Regions from separate parts of the Sus scrofa genome. Here region 2 is linked to region 1. The links are chromatin contacts, called in public Hi-C maps. All regions are on one chromosome and are shown on one strand. The core of a region is the stretch at or near the end of the contact, and the rest is flanking DNA. Distances in the headings are between cores, read along the strand shown.

Region 1 (3,255 bases), core at 153-2,652:
GTAATAAGGGGCCTTAAGGGAGAGCACCCCTGGAAGCAGGAATCCCTCACTCTAAGGTGCTTTCAGGCCCAGGTGTGAACGCCTCTTCTCGAGACCTCTTTTGAGTGAAGGAGGGGCGGGCCCATCAGGACTCTAAGTAGTCGCAGCAGAAGGAAAGACAGGAAGGATGGTAGGGACCTCCTCCTCTTACAAACCCCAGACCCACGGGTCGGGCAGGCGCTCTCTCACACCTGGCAAGTTGATTATGCTAATTGAAGGAACCCCGGTCGGTACCCGCGCGCCTCGAGGCTCCGCCTCGTCGAGCGACCTATCCGGTGGAGGGGCGGGGTTATGCTAATGGAGCCGGTCTGGCCACAGGGGCGGCGCGGGCAGCTGCACCGAGCTCAGGCGAGGCGGCGGCGGCGATGGCCATGGCCGGGGCGCTGGCAGGTCTGGTTGCGGGCTTGCAGGGCCCGCGGCTCGTCCCCAGCCCGGATTCAGACTCGGACACAGACTCAGAGGACCCGAGTACCCGGCGCAGCGCGGGCGGCCTGCTTCGCTCGCAGGTCATCCACAGCGGTCACTTCATGGTGTCGTCCCCGCACAGCGACTCCCTGACTCGGCGGCGCGACCAGGAGGGGCCCTTGGGGCTCGCTGACTTCGGGCCGCGCAGCATCGACCCCACACTCACCCGCCTCTTCGAGTGCATGAGCCTGGCCTACAGGTGAGGGCAGCTCCGGGGCCGACGGCCTCGGTCCTCCACGGCGGGACCGCGCGCTGGGGCCCCGGACACCCCCACCTGGCCCCAAGTCCTGGTCCCCGGCTGCTCTCAGAGACTCTGGCCACAGCCTAGATACCCTCCCTCCACCTTAACCTGGAGTTTTTTTCCGACCCAGCCCAGCTGCACCTCCTGGGTCCCATTCCTCCCCACCATGACTCCTTCCCTAGGGCTGGGACCTCCTGCTCTCCACCTCCACTTCTGCAGGCCTGCTGCAGACCTCCCTCCCACCTCCCGACCCCTCAGCCCCCAAAGAAATGCCAGGGCATCCCTTGCGCTCCCAGGACCCTAGGCTGTCCTAACATCCCACCCTCCACTCCAGGGGCCACTCCACCCAACTGCTTGCAGCAGCCCGGGCCCAGACCCACCCTATTCCTGCACCCTCCTGGTACTCCTCATGCCCATTACTGTCCCAGTTCATAGCCACAGTGACAGAAACCCAGTATCTCCTCCACCCTGCACCCTCCAAATGCAGGGACACCTGTTCTTGACCTGCTAGGTCAAGGGTGGCTGGAGGGTGCTCCGCTGGGACCCAGGGAGGCTCAGCTCGAAGTTTCCCAGCCGTGGACAAGCAGAGGGTGTTGAGGGTTGCAGGGGGGCTGGTCCCTGGGAGGCCTGGGCTCCCCTCCCTAGGTCGTCCCTGGAGTCTGAGCGCCTAATGCTGCCTGGGACCCCTGCTTGGCGTGTTGCAGAGCACACAGGCCGCGCCCAGCCCCAGCTCCACACCTGCTTCTCAGGGAAGGGTGCGAACCGGGGTCCTGGCTCATTGCCCTGGAGCAAAGTTCCCCAGAGCGGAGGGGCCAGGATCAATTATCAACTGAAAAACCGTAGGGGAGAAAGGGGGATCGGCCCGGCCTTGATCTTTTCTCTGTGCAAATATTCCTCTTCCTCTGCTGCTCCTCCTCCTCTTCTGAGAACTGCTGGCTACAGACCGGCACTTGCTGCTCTGCCTGGGAGTGGGAGCTGAGGTGGGGATTGCGGGGGAATTTTTCCCGCCCCCTACCCCGGTGCCCAGCCGCGACCCCATTGGCTGTACGCTTTGTAACCTTGGCCCACACACGCTCTGGCCCCAGGCCCAGGTCATGTTGCAATCTGATCATCCAGAGCACCAGTCCAGTGTGGAAAGTTCAAATTCCCATCCCTTTCCTCCCTCCCTTCCTGGGACATCACGGGACCTCCTGGGACAGGGCACCTGAGGTCATGGTACACCGGATGTGGGCACCCCCGCTCCCCAGACCCCTCCCAAGATCTCCCCCTTTTCCCACCCACTCCCAACTTAAGCTTCTTGCTTTCTACTGTACACTGCTCTCCCTGGGCTGGCTCATGCCCACCCCCCATCCCAGACCATGGGTGACCAAAAGGGGAGGTTCTGGGGAGGTGACAAGGCAGGGGACAGAGCTCACTCCACTAGGAGGCTGACTGGAAGCTGATGGCACCCCACTCGGTGGCAGCTGGGGTAGAGAGAACTGGGCTTTCTCCCTAAACACAGAGTACGCGATCTCTATGGCCTGCCTGGGGTGGGGGCCTGAGCGTCAGGGATGCAAGTGGCTTAGTACCAGCAGAGTCTTTGGATTCTCCCATTTGGTAGAGGGAAAAACAGAGGCTCAGCCTGGGATAATGTGGTAGCCCTTGAAGACCCCTAACAGGGGTTCCTTGGAGGGGGGAGGATTGAGGACGCCAGGGTGTCCCAAGAGAGTAAGCCAAGGGAAGGGTCAGTGAGCACCTCCAGAGGTGCTGGGAGGAACTGGCCAGCTGGACCCAAAGGACATCTGTGGATGTCTGGCCAGTTTTCATCCTCAGCAGGACTCTGTGGACAGAGAGACGGCTGCTCCACTGGGAGGAGGCCCGTGTTCCATGGTTCCGTGGGTGGAAGCCACAGAGAGGCAGGAACTGGAAGTTCCAAGAAAACACTTGTTCATGGTCAGAGCTGGCTAGCTCTGGAAAGAATGGCCTCAGGGATGTGGGGAGCGAGCAGGACCCTATCAGGGAGACTCCAAGGGAGTTTCCGCAAGGTAGATGGGAGGGATAGCGCTAGGGAGTGTTCTGAGTTTTTCTCATCCCATCCTCAAGATTTCCAGAATTTCTATTAGTCGTAAGAAGCTCTTGAACCCTGGCCACAGACTTTGCTCCAGACCTCCCCTTCCAGCAGACAGGCCCAGCACAGACCAAATCCTTCCTCCTGGGCTTGGATGTCACTGTCCCAGCTCTGTCAACCTTACCTGTCATCTCAGCAGGGAAATGGAGGAGGGAGGGTAGGCAGGCTGGGGAGGGGGGCACTGGGTGATCAGAGTGAGCTGGGAGGTTGCTGGGATACAGGCTGGGGCAACACACTCAGGCATGCCCCAGGTGCCACAAAAGAAGCTGGCCCAGGAGGTATTAGAGTGCCCCCCCCGGCACATCTCCCTACTAGACAGATGGTGTTTATCTAACTTAGGAGGGAGGGGGCCAGCCAGCAGGCCTGGGCACTTGGGCCATGTACTCTATTTGGGTAATGAGGC
Region 2 (3,288 bases), core at 376-2,875, 76 kb before region 1:
TAGAAGTCATTGGCCAGGTGCATGGTGACGAGAGAAGAGACAGGGAGGAGAGTGCTCCAGGCACGTGCAAAGACCCCAGAAGTGAGTGCAGAGCAGGCATCATGGCTGCTCACACAGTGGGAGCAACGGTGGCCTCCAGGAAGGAAGGCAGGGCCAGATCACAAAGGACACGGAAAGCCTTATTGGGGGGTAATGTTTGATGAATGAGTGAATGAGACTAAGACCTGTACCAGAAAGAAAGAGTATAAGGTGAAGAGCCCACATTCATTCTTTATTCATTTTTCATGCTACCATTCAATGTGCATCCCAACAAGTAATGTTTGGCATGACACTAGGACTCTCTGAGGGCAGGAGCTGTGTCTCCCCTTCTGCCCTCTCCCCATGAAGCCAGACACTGGGCTCTGGGGGCTGCAACCATGACTTGCCCCACTGAGTCACCCTGCACACAGAAATTACTCTGGACCAGGAAGCAGCACCTTCCCTGCCACCCATTTCCCAAAATCCTGGGAAGGCTCTCTGGCAGGTGAGTCCTGGTTTCGCATCTGTCAAATGGGGCACCGTCAATGTCTGGACAAGTGGAAGGGGTGTGGTCATCTCTCATGCCAGGCTACGTTGGAGCTAATCTTGGGCCAGACTTTCCAAGGAAGGAGGGATAGCTGGAACAGTGTCTCCAGCCTGTCTGCCAGCCAGCTAACCTATGCCCACCGTCTGGGAGAAGTGCCAGGCTCAGACACACTGGGCAGCAGGGGACTGGTCCAGCTCCAAAACAACACCTTGGCAGCCCTGGGGAAGGGAAGGGGGAGTGCTTGGCTCGAGGTCAAGAGCGTCTGGGCCAGGGCACAGAGGGGACAGCTGGGTGTGTGCATGTGGCTGTTGCTCAACGAGATGCTGGCAGGGAGCAGAAAAGGAGCATCTGCTCCTGACTAGCCGCCACCCACCACCCCTCTGCAGTACGCCAAAGATCTTTCCATTCGTCCAGAGAAGCTGGGCCCCAAACTAGCTGCCCCCAGCTTCTAGACAGGAAATAAGATCTCAGGGCTGGGGCTGGGATGCAGGGTTGAGAATGAAGGGAAAGGAGAAGGACATGGGACTACAACTTCGATCTCCTTCCCCAAAGATAGAGGGGCTCCTGCATCCCCTTGGGAGTGGGAACTAAAGGCAAAGGGGTGGTCTCGCAACATCAGGCATTGAACTGAGAAATCCTGGGGAAAGAGAGGGCCAGCATCTGAGAGTGGATAAGATGTTGGGGAGAGACAGGAAGGGTAAGGGCTCAAAGGCTGGAACCCTGGAGGCTTTGGGCTGGAGAAGGCTTCTGGAGAGGGATGCTGGAGGTCCTAAGGCAATAAGAGGAAGGAGGGAGGTGGGGTCTAACCTCTAGCAAATCCCTGGCGATGTGAGGCGCTCTAGGGGTGAAGATCCAGGGTCCAGAAGGAGGGATGCTGAGCGGCCGAATCGAGGGAGGGTTGAGATGGGGGAGGGAGCAGGGGCTCTGGGGCCCGACCCCAGGCAGGATCACGAGGCGTCGAGAACGCAGGGGGCCGAGGTTCCAGGGCTGTGACGCTTCTGGAGACCTGGTGTGAGGATGGGAGCGGGAAGCCAGAGGCCCTGACCCAGGTTCCAGGCCGGGACCGGCCGGGGCGGGGCGGGGCGGGCGCGGGGCGGGGCCGGACTGAGGGCTGGGCCGGGGTCCCGGGGGCCGGGGCGGGGCCGGGCTGGCGCTGCGCAGCCGCGGGGCGGCCGCCGCGCATGCGGGGCTCACAGGGCTGCAGCCGGCGCCGCTGCCACTCCCGGGAGCATGAAGGACCGAACCCAGGAGCTCCGCACGGTGAGTCCGGCCCCTGCGCGGCGCCTCTTGCCGCTCGCGTCCAGCGCGCTGGTCGCTCTCTGCCCAGCTTCGGTGACAGCTGGGACGGCAGCCCCTGCGTCCCCGGCCAGGGTGGGAAGAAGCGGTGCCCAGCCGGGGACCGCGAATCTTCTCCGGGTCCCGCCCCTCGGACCCACTGGGGTCACGGGCTCGCGTGAGCTCGGCTCCGATGGCCCGCGGGCTGGCGGCTGAAACCCGGGGTCCGGGATTAACTTTTCGGCGCCCCCTTGCTTTGGGGGGTCGGAGGGCTATTCTCGGATATAAGTGGCGGGACAGAAGCCTGGCCTTCTCCCTGCTCTGCGGAGCCGGTCCCGTCTTGGTCTCCCCAGGGTGTCTCCTCACTGACCCTCCTGTCCCCTCCTCCATTATAGACAGATGGGACTGGTGGGAAGGGGCCGAGAGCAGTCCCCTGCCCAGAGCCCCGCTGCAGGGCGCGCTGCGGAAACCGGGCGGTGGGGTGGGGCCGGGCTCCTCCAGCGGACGCTGTCTCGCCGGGCGCTTGCCGCTCGCTGCCCCCATCACCTCCCATCACCTGTAGCTCCCATCACCTGTGGCTCCCCACCCGGTGGCGATGGGCATCTGCTGCCCGCCCTAGTCCGAGAGGGATCAGACCCGCTCCCAGTCTTTTTCTGGCTTATGGGCAGCCCGGGCCGGCGTTTCCAGACCCTTCCAGGGTTCCCTGGTCTGATTCCGACCTGAACCTATTTTTCCACCTGTGTTTCGGAGGCCCCTGGGGTGTGGCTTCTGGGGTGGGGTTTGGATAGGGGGAGTAGAAGGATGCGCAAAGGTACCTAGTCAGAGCCCGCTTCTCCCAGTCCTGACAGAGATCCCTGCCACCCTCTCCTTCTCAGCAAGCCCCCCCTCTCCCCTGGCCTTAGCCATTTACCAGAATGTTTGCACTTCTGCCCTTAGAGATGGCCATCCTCGGGCACCTGTGGGGGGCAGTGAAGGAAATGAAACCTGTCTGTGGGGAGGGGGGCATCAGGGCTCTAGACCAGGCTGAGACTCCTCAGATGCTCTGGCTGACCTCTCTGCTGGCTCCTGGTCTCTGGGAAGAGGGGGCCCTAGCTCACTGCCTCCCCAGAACCCTTACTCTGCTGCCCAGCTTAGAGCCAGCAATCTGGGTCCCCTTATATGGAGAGTTCCAGGTGTCCTTTGGGCTTTTGATCCCATTGCTTGTCCTTTCTGCCCATAGGTTTTCTGCACTTGTGCCTGGGTCTCCCTGTTAGAGTCTTGTCTCCTAGGCATCCCGGGGCTGCAACCCGTGCTGTCCTGCCTCCATCTCCCCATTGCTCAGCTGCCAGCCCCCACTCTCCCGTCAGACCTGTGTTATTCCTGGCTGAGTGCCCAGCCCCCAGGGTAAACCCCACGAGGTTCCAAAGGAAGAAGATGGCCCCTAATGTCATATATGGTGTCTAAACACT

Evidence for each region. A called contact is a pair of places that touch in the nucleus more often than the background predicts.
Region 2: a Hi-C map of skeletal muscle shows a contact between it and region 1, with 2.5 times the contacts expected there. The contact joins the promoter of LOC106509660 here to the enhancer-like site in region 1. A contact is called at or near these places in 11 of 47 Hi-C or Micro-C datasets (embryonic fibroblasts, epiblast stem cells, liver and 4 more) and 1 of 2 datasets of contacts at active chromatin or transcription factors (skeletal muscle).

What each region holds. Positions count from the first base shown.
Region 1 is chr3:10,913,843-10,917,097 of Sscrofa11.1, reverse strand. The region is part of intron 1 of MLXIPL (carbohydrate-responsive element-binding protein); the gene reads left to right. Among named protein-coding and RNA genes, the nearest start is that of MLXIPL, 19 kb to the left of the region's middle. Within about 2 kb of position 1,402, at least 45 of the 83 cell types and tissues checked have an H3K27ac peak or open chromatin away from gene starts, as enhancers often do. A contact at or near this core is called in liver, skeletal muscle and subcutaneous adipose tissue, where this site is marked.
Region 2 is chr3:10,990,290-10,993,577 of Sscrofa11.1, reverse strand. It overlaps LOC106509660, which reads right to left and starts at 1,625. Exons shown (of 6, transcript XM_013995547.2): 1 at 1,373-1,625. It overlaps STX1A (syntaxin-1A), which reads left to right and starts at 1,732. Exons shown (of 11, transcript XM_003124422.5): 1 at 1,732-1,825. The coding sequence starts at 1,796.